Regions from separate parts of the Anser cygnoides genome. Here region 2 is linked to region 1. A link is a contact called in public Hi-C data. All regions are on one chromosome and are shown on one strand. The core of a region is the stretch at or near the end of the contact, and the rest is flanking DNA. Distances in the headings are between cores, read along the strand shown. Region 1 holds the start of FAM210A (family with sequence similarity 210 member A). Region 2 has its middle 45 kb from the start of TRNAG-UCC.

What was found. A called contact is a pair of places that touch in the nucleus more often than the background predicts.
Region 2: a Hi-C map of liver shows a contact between it and region 1, with 1.7 times the contacts expected there. The contact joins the enhancer-like site here to the promoter of FAM210A in region 1. A contact is called at or near these places in 2 of 7 Hi-C or Micro-C datasets (granulosa cells and liver).

What each region holds. Positions count from the first base shown.
Region 1 is chr2:107,239,040-107,243,556 of Taihu_goose_T2T_genome, forward strand. FAM210A (family with sequence similarity 210 member A) reads left to right here and starts at 3,099. Exons shown (of 5, transcript XM_048077108.2): 1 at 3,099-3,118. It overlaps RNMT (RNA guanine-7 methyltransferase), which reads right to left and starts at 3,053. Exons shown (of 11, transcript XM_048077104.2): 1 at 2,921-3,053; 2 at 2,421-2,631; 3 at 613-745. The coding sequence starts at 2,582.
Region 2 is chr2:107,563,953-107,568,921 of Taihu_goose_T2T_genome, forward strand. No RefSeq gene overlaps it. Among named protein-coding and RNA genes, the nearest start is that of TRNAG-UCC, 45 kb to the right of the region's middle. Within about 2 kb of position 1,264, at least 1 of the 3 cell types and tissues checked has open chromatin away from gene starts, as enhancers often do. A contact at or near this core is called in liver, where this site is marked.

The DNA.
Region 1 (4,517 bases), core at 1,849-4,348:
TTTTATTTGTTTGAAGACAGAATAGTTTTGTTTACTCACTTTGGAATTAATTTGTAGCCTTCTATATAAGAAGCTGCTGCTTCTTAAAAATTACTTCCTCTAGTTTTTCATCTTTTTAAACTATTATGTGTAATACAGAAAATATCTGTTTTACATGTTCAAGTTTTCTGCAAAATTGCTTCATGTAGACCTAAGAACAGACTACTTCAAGAATAGTTTAGAAATTGAGATAGATTTAAATAACATGAAAAGCTCAATGTAACAAGAACAGATTCTTTATGATTCAAAGTTGTCCCTTTCTCTTTTAAAATGGCATGAAGAAGAACGATTACCAGTACGAACTTTTTCTAGTTTTCAGGTCAACTGACCCTTAAAACTTCAGCATTTATTTCCCACTCCAACAATATAAAATGCTACCGTAAGGATTCAAAATAAAAATATAGATAAAAATAGACATTTTACTACTAGAAAATCTAGAAAATTTTACTACTAGAAAATCTTACTGTATTAACAGACAAAGTTCAATAATAAACATCAGAGCAGAAAAAGCACATTTTGAAACAAAAAAGTTACATTTTATTAAAGGCAAAGCAATCAATTAAGGAAACTCACCAATGAGGACGCTCTTTGTCCAATTATTAAAGTTTCTGAGGTAGAATATGCGACTCTGGCTGCGTTTTTCCAATCCAACCTCTTGAAGCTCATTATAATGTGCAGCTACAGCTTGCCCATGGCCTGTCTCACTCTGTAGAAACGAGGGAAGGAATAGTCTAAAGCAGCAAATTCTTTGTATTATTTTCTCATTTAATCAAGAGACGTATCCACTTAAGAGATTTAAGAAAGGAAACAAGCTACACTGGTCACGATCATTATGGGGAAATGTTTTTGTATATATATCTGGCCTGAAACTGACATCAGTACTTCTATCACTGGAGAGTCAACTGCCTCAAAAATTTAATTCCGTTTTCAGTTGGCCCACATAACTTCTGATGGATGACATCCAGCATCTTTGCTTACATTTTCTCAAAGAATCAGTTTCATCCCCTTTAAATCAGGGGCTGAAAAGGAAGATGTTCCTTCTCTCTGAGCATTATTTCACGTTTAAGGTTCTTAGAAAATCCTGGTTCAGAAATTCAGTGTTTGCTGTTAACAGAAGTGTATGAACTGCCAATTTAACCAAAATGCTGACTAGCTGATTTTGCGCAAAGCTGTCAGTGGTAACTACCAGAGCTTTGAACAAACCAGGGTAAGGGAAAGAGAATAATGACTTGATGACAGTATCCCATTTCATATTTGTCAGCAGTCCATAGAAATGCCTGTTTTAGCCTTAAATATAATTAGTCCAAAATAGGAAGCCCGATACGATACTGAAAAGTACTCTGTAACTAGATATTATGCTCCTAACATTTCTTAACCTTGAAAACAATCTCCATTTATATACATAACATGTAAAAAAAATTATAAATAAAATACAAAGTAACAGAACACAAATTCTGCAAGACAAAACTGTCTAACAGTACAAACGAGACTGAAGAATTCTCAGTCAGAACCCACAAACATGCCACAAAATTCCAGCCACTGTGAATTTACATTGCAATTAAAAGCAATCCCAATAGTAATCCACTAAAAAAAGTCAATGCCCAAACACCTTATCATTGAAATACCAGTCGCTCAGGAGAAAAGGTCTGACTGACTTTAATATGGTACATTTGTTCTTCAACGTTTCATATAATTTTGGTAACCTTGAGCACGTACACAGCCTTACTTGTCTGGAATACTTATAACCCCATCACCTCTTTATTACCGCACTCAGCTCACTGAGACTAACAAATATTTTGACCCTTTCTAGTCTTTTTCACGGTAAGCACAGATGGTCCCCTGACAGCCACTGAAGGTGACTTAAACTAGAAAGGCTGACTTTGACAAGTGAGGGAAACACATTCACACAATCCATTAAGGCACCCCAGCTGCTGCAACCACTGTTAGTAACAGCCATCAGCAGTAGCATCTAGATTGCTGGCAGCTGCTTTCAGTCTAATCTGAAAGAGTCTAACCTCTTCATACCCTTAGGCTATGCAATAACAGCATATTCCTTGCCCTTCTAAGCCTGATCCCAAAATTACTTTAGCAAAAGGACAAAAGGGTTAGTAGTGTTTCTGCCACGACAAAGGGTATTAATTTTTCCAGACTGCTTAGATTACCATTCAGATACGAACACAGAAACAAAGCATTAGGTCAAAAACATTTTCAAATTATACATAAGTATTGCAAAAGGTCAAAAGTAGACTGGATCAGAACTACAGCATCAGTTTCTATAAGCGCATATATGATAAGGGGCAGTGTCTTATAAAACATCACTTTGCCTTGTCACCCTCCCAGGTAAAAGGAGGAATATTTTCTGCTGCTCTTACGGTACTCACTGATTTCTTCGGAGGCTCCCCCTCCTGCTCCTCCAGCTTCCTTTTCGTTCCGCCCTCCTGCTGCTCGCTGCCGGCGGGGCGCGCTGTGCCGGAGCTGCCGCCCTCCGCATCGCCACGGGGCTGCTCCCCGTCCTTTCCCTCCGCCGCGGCGGGGTCGGCCATCCCTCACGCGGGGGTAGAGCCCTCACGGCCGGCCGCTCACGCCAGGGAGCTGCGGGGAACGAGAGACCCCCCGCAGCCGTTGGCGCGCGGCGGCCGCCATTTTACGGGGCAGCGCCCGGGGGCAACGGCACCAACGGCGCCACGGCGAGGCCCCCCCCGCCCCCAAGCCCAGAGGCCCCGCCCGCTCCGTCGTGGCCCCGCCCCCCAGCTGCCCGCCGCCTCCCCTGGCTCTCCCCCGCCCCCCCCCCCGCCGCCTGCCTGTGCCGTTGCCCCGCTCCCCCCCCCGCCCGCCGCCGTGCTGCCGCGGGCGAGGAGGGGGGAGGCGGCGCGGCGCTCACCCCGCCGGGCGCTCCGCCATCCCGTTTGCGGAAGAGGCCCCCTCCGCCGTGGCGTCACGTCCGGGGAACGGGGAGGGCTTTCCAGCGGCACTGCGCATGCGTGCTGCGTGGGAGGGGAACAGGACTACGACTCCCAGCAGGCTTCGCGCGGAGGGGGGCCGCCGCGCCTGCGCAGTGGCCCCGCCGCCTGCCCTCAAGGTGATGGTGGGGACGGGCGGTGCTGCACGTTGCCCTGACGCGCGCGGGGGGGGGCGGGGAACGGCGCGTGCGGCTGGGGCCGTTGGTGGCCGTTGGTCAGCCGCCGCCCGGAGCGGCGACGGGGCCGGGCCTGAGGTGGAGGAAGAGCGGCGGCGGCTCGGCCGTGAGGTACCCGCTCGGTGCGGCCGGGGCGGGTGGGCTGCCCCCGGGTGCGGGCGCCTCGCGGGGTACGGGCAGGGAGGGAGGTAGGGCCCGGCCGCTGGGGGCGGGGGGAAGCGGCACGTCCCGCGGGTGCCATCGTGGGGCCCCCTGCCGCCCTCCGGGTAGCTGCTCGCGGGCAGAGCCGTGTTTACGATCTCGAGGCTTCAGCCTTTTCTCCTTACGCGTTTTTTTGGGGGCTTGCTGTGGGGGCCTCGGGATCCCCAGGAGGCACTGGCTAGCTGAACAAGGCAGGACGGTTTTGGTAACCCTGCTTGGAGTTCTGGTTCTTGTTGGTAATCTGCTTCTGGTAATTAACCATGAGAGCTGTCCAAGTCAGAGGACTCTGACAACGCTGTTACATCAGGAGAGACTGCTTTTAATTTCAAATCAAGTATAGATGTGTGTCAGATAATGCAGCCTACACGTTTCACCTCATTTATGTCCACTTCCAAAATACTTTCTGCAAGCTGGCCCAAGGGAGGAAGCACGAGTTTGGACAGCAGCACACAAAGTGCCCCAGAAGCCTGCACCAAACCTAATTCTTAAGCAGACTGCAACTTACTGCTCCTCAGCTTATCTAAACCCCAAGAGGCTTCTACTGTTACAAGTATAAACTTAACGATTTGCCAAAGTTATGCTGCTTGAGGGAGAGATGGGGAGCAAGTTCCAAATTTGGAATCTGAGTTGCCGCCTGTGCACTAGGTTATTTGACTTGCAGCTGCTTCTGTGTGGGAAATGTATGCACAGAGGATAATGTGTCCCCACCATCCATCTCCTGTGGTGCTGACAGCAGGTGTTTATCTCCTTTTACTGTTCAAAGGCTGCTTGAGGTAAAAGGGGTGTGAGTGGCCTCTGCGGCAGCGTTGTGGAATTGCACTCGCTGCTTGAGAAGCGTTGCCATCAGGGAGAAAAAAAATCATTGGATGGTTTGGGTAGGTGGATATCAGATGGCCTGCACATGGCAAAAACGAGTAGGCAAATTCAGACTCTGAGCATGTAAGGAATGTAAGATAAAAAAGATTTGTTTAGCGTGACTTTCTACACGTCTACTTCACAGACTGTAGCAGCTGATAAGAAAAGATTTTATCTGATTTTTGTATTTAGAAGGATCCATGTAATTCTGCTGTTGTAGGTGATCTCCAGACAAGCCACTCCAGCTCTGCATGTATGCTTATAGACATCACTAAGGAACTGAATC
Region 2 (4,969 bases), core at 14-2,513, 320 kb after region 1:
ACTCAAGCTTCATCAGCCAAACGCTGCCTAGTGCCTGTAATGTTTCAATTAACATAAACCAATGGTCTGTAATATACTGTCTCACATTGTTAACTCATTCTGTGTTACGCATTCATCATCATTTAGGCCTGCACGGGCATCTTAATTTACCGGCGAATACCAATGTGCTTTATGTGTATGCAGCAATGGTCTTCACGTACCCAAGAATCAGAATTAAATAAGATGATACAAACGCAGAATATATAAGAAGATGTAATTTTACTTCTGTACATAACCGCATACTTGACGCATTCCGATGTCAGTTCTCCTCACACTGCTCGCTTTATGTATCGCAGTAACTTAATACCTGGTGCTACCACCCCGGCACAGACATGGATGGGGAGAGCACCATCGCTATTCAGTGAACGTGGACGTGGGGAGGTCGGTCAGAGCGCTCCCCAGCAGCGCGCTGTCCTCCCAGCAAACCTTCCCCTGGTACTCACAGCCACGAAGCCCTAATATTTATATTCTCATTAGGGGGACCATACGCGTGTGCACCACACGCACAGTTATTCATCTCTACTCAACAGTGCACCACCCGTTGTTTGACCGATTCTGGGTTGTTGCAAGGAGCACGTTTCCTACAAGCCTCACCCAAGAAGCGACGCGGGGAGGCAGAAGACAAGTCTTGCCGTACGAACACCACTCAGGGGCTGAGGGATGAAAAGCCAAAGGCGCCTTCCAGAAAGGTACATTACTGTACTTAGGCAGCATCTATGTTCTTACCTCGTCTGTGCCTACCGGTAATTGCCTCTCGGGCTTTCTTACTGATGAAAACTCTCTCCCTTCTCAGCTATAGCCTCAGACGGAAGGCGCTGCACACTCTTCGTGCTACGTGGTGCACCTTGCCATTCCCCACACGTTTAATGCAAAAGTTTTTCTGCTTGCAAGCACAGATAAACCTCTCAGTTTTCCTTCCTGACAGGAAGATAGCCATGCTTTAAATCAATAAAACTTTTACGACACCAAACGCTATTTCTAGCGGCATATAAAATTATTCACCAGATCCCTCCTGCTCTCTCGCACAGCCATCACTTGCTACTCACAAAAGGGTCTGAACCGTTCTGGAGAGGAAGATCCCAGCAAAGCCTTTACGGCTGTGGGCACTCATTTAAGAATATGCACCCCCAAGTGAAGAAAAAAAAAAAAAAAAGTTACTTTTGCATTTTGCCTGCTTCCTGTTTATTCCCCGGCGAAGCCTACCCACAGCGGTGCGCTCGCCCCCTCCCCAGAGCCACCCACCTACACGCCGGGGAGCCCGGCTCGGAGGTTTGGGATGCACGCATCCAACGCGAGGGCTGCGGGCAGACCCGGCAGGCAGGGCTACACTTCTGCTAATAAACTTTAAAAAAAAAAAAGGGGGGGGGGAGGAGGGGGGGTCACTTTGTCAAATATAGGTCATTTGTGCGCCAAGGCGGCAGCCCCCCCGCTCCTTGTCCTTGCTGCCAAAGTTGCCTGCCCGGAGCGCGGCCCCTGCCGGGGGGGGGGGGCAGCACGGGACCATAAAATCCCGGGTCCCCAAAACCCCGGAGCGATCTCGGCGATCCGGCCTCGATCAGCTCCCCGGGGGCCACCCCCCCCACCCCGGGCCCCCCCCCAGCCGCTCCCCCCCGGTGCCCCCCGCACTCACCTCCCCCGGCCCCCGCCGAGCGGACGGGGCGCCCGCCGCCCCCGGCAGCCTCCCTCGGCGCGCTGGGGCTGGCTCCGCGGCTGCCTCCAACTCATCCCCAGCCTCGCCGCCGCCGCCGCCGCCTCCTCCTCCTCCTCCTCCTCCTCCTCCCCCCGCCCTGCCCGCCCCGCTGGCTGCCGCCTGTCTGCGGCGAGTCTGGCTCTGGCGGCCGGGCGCGGGGCCGCCGGCGCGAGGGAGGGAGGAGGAGGAGGAGGAGGAGGAGGAGGAGGAGGAGGAGGAGGAGGAGGAGGAGGAGGAGGAAGCGGGGGAGGGGCGGCTGTGCTCCTTCCCCTCCCTTCCTCTCCCCTCCCCTCCCCTCCCCTCCCCGCCCGGCTCGGCACAGCCCGGCTCGGCGGCCCACACCGCCCCCTGCCGGGGGGATGAGCTGCGGCCCCCCCAAAACGCCCCTTATCCCTCCCCCCACCTCCCCAAATTTTGGGGTGAGGTGAGAGCAGCCAGCCCGAGGCTCCCCCCTCCCTCCGCAGCCGGTGCTGAAGGCAGGGTTGGCACGGCACGGTGTTGGGGGGGGGGGGGGGGGGGGGTTGGCTCCGGGCTCGATTTTGTCCCGTGCAGAATGAGAAATTTTGTGACATCTCCAAAAAATGTTGCCAGACAGGAAAACCCCGTTCCGGGCACGGCCCCACAGGCACGAACCCAAGGCAGGGTTCGGCCCCGCCTCGCAGAAGGAAGGCAGCGCTCACCCGCAGGTGCTGTCCAGCTTTGGGCTGGTAACAGCCGCAGTAACGCCACCCAGCCTCCTGCCACCATCCCGCTCCTCGTATCTCCGTGACCCCCCCGTGGGACACAGGGCTGTGACACCCCTCGGCAACCTGACCCTCGGCTGTGCCCAAGCCGGGTGGCAACAAGTGCAACAGCCACAAGCTGTAAGTTTAAACACCAAAATATTGACGCACACCATTACCACGGGGAAAAGAATCCCTCTTTCCACAAATTCACATCGTCAGTCTCAGTCCACATTCCCATCCACGAGGGGCTCTGAATATTTTCCCTTCCTTACCGTACGTGTGAGCCAGGAAGGAACAGGAGAAGTAGCAGGGAGTGGATAACACCATGAGCTCTCTTACTTTAAGCATGTGCCTGTTGAACTCAAATGTGCTTCTGAAGTTGAGGTGGTTTCCTTTCTGGCCTCACCTCTGTCCAGTGTCAAGCTGAAGGGAAGGTGCAAGTCTGCCGGCAGGAGACGGGAAGCCATCAGGACGCTGCTCCGGCAACCCAGGGCCAAGGAGGCCACGCTGTGAAGATCACAAGGGCCAAGGCCCTCAGCTTGAGCTGGGGTCACCAGGTGAGACAGAAAATGGGGAAGCAAGGGATCAATGCCAAAGGAGAGAAACAGCAGTGAGAGATAATTTTAGCAACCATATGTTGGATTAATCAGCGGGGAGCCAAAGAAGTACCAAACAATACAGGAAAGAACAGCTTCCAATAATCAGGGTGATATGTCCGGGGGCTGCTTGTCCTGAATGTTGCAAAAATCATCCAAAGCTCACAGGCTTAATAATCACCAGAGTTGACTCCCACCTGCATTTTACTGGCAAACTGGGAGAACCCCGATTTCCAGTCTGCAAACTGTGGTTTGCAATCAGGAATCAAGCGCTGCGTTTCCCAGCGTGTCCCAGTAATCTGTGTGTGCTTCGTAACAAACGAGTTTGACATGCTCCGGCTCCGTTCCCTTCAATGACTTCTCGAGGAAAACAAGAAGTTGCTCACTTCAGGCGGAGATTCTTGTCGTGTGCAAAGTAATATCCACAGCCCATGGAAAACTTTGCAAAGCACAGCAAGATCACCCATCAAGTAACAAACCATCTCTATGCATTACCTGTAGAGTGGAAAAAATTGCCTCTAGAAAGGAAAGATGTGGAAGAGTAGATTAAGCGGACTGTTTTGGTTTACTTTCACACAGAAAACTAATCCTTTATTCTGATAACAACACAGTGAGTTTTCCCTGAGAGCACCTCTGCCATACATGGTCCCTTACGAACTGGTGCAATCTATTACAAGTTCTGTAGTGGACATGATCACAGTTGTAGATATAAAGCCCCATGTACTAGAGACTGGACGTGCTCTTTTGTTGGTTTTATTTTCACTGGTATAATTCCCTACAGCTAACAAATACGCACAGTGTTGATATTTCTCCTCATATTTTCAAGTTTTCTTTTTCTGATTTCTCACAGAAATCAACATGTCAATATATTTTTCTCAAAACATTTAAATTTTTAAGTTTTAATTAAGTTTAAAATTAAGTTCTTATATTCAAAGTTTCAGGCCATACACACCATCTTCAGAGATTAACCAAACTACAAGATAATTTTAACTCAAAGATTTACGCACTTCGAAGGTCATAGAAAAGTATAATAGCAGCAATCTGCAATATTTTGGCTATGTAGAAGGAAGACAGTAAGAAAAAAAAAAGGCATACTCATACACATGGTCAGAAAGTGCTATGTGTGTATTGATCTATGCCAGGAAAAAGAGACAAAGGTAACACTCGGTACTCCTGGTACTCTTGTTCCTATCTGAGATATCCCTGGAAGAGACAAGCTGAAACCTAACATACTGGCACCTGAAAGAAGGAACAATTTCTCAGATATATAAATTCCTTTACCTTTTAATCACCGCGATTATCATTTCCAGGTTCTGTTCAGTGTCTGGATGAAGTACAGCTCCACTTAAATATGCCTGAAGAATGTCAGCATTTCCAAAATTTAAAGAGAGAGAGTCTAAGAGGAGTGTTAAGATTTATCTCCTGATAAAGTTATACATCACGGGAGATCTTGGAACTGCATAGAGGTTTCACTCTAAAGAGAATCTCAGAGAGGGCTTGGGCGTATGAAGGGACTTGTTAATGAAATAAATGAATAAATAAGAATTCTGTGAAAGCAATACTCACAATACCGTGATGCTGGGTTTTCATACCCATTAGGTTGCATTGGCATCCTGCTGGTTTTTCCTGGACAAAGAAGAGAAAGCTCTTATAACCGATTTAAGGTCTAGGTAGATCTGTGTATGATTTTCTTTCTTTTCTTTATCCTTCCCTCTAAACCTGCTAACAATGTAGTTAATGTTTGGACTGTTGTTGGTTTTAGCTTATTTATTTCTGGACTACTCTATCATTTCATCTGGTAATAAGAGCAATTTCTGTGCTACTGGGAGGCTGCACAGTAACAACAGGAGTGTAACAAACCCTTGGCCCAGTCTTGCTGTTAGTTGTCATCAGAGATGCACAAGCTGGTGAAGCACGTG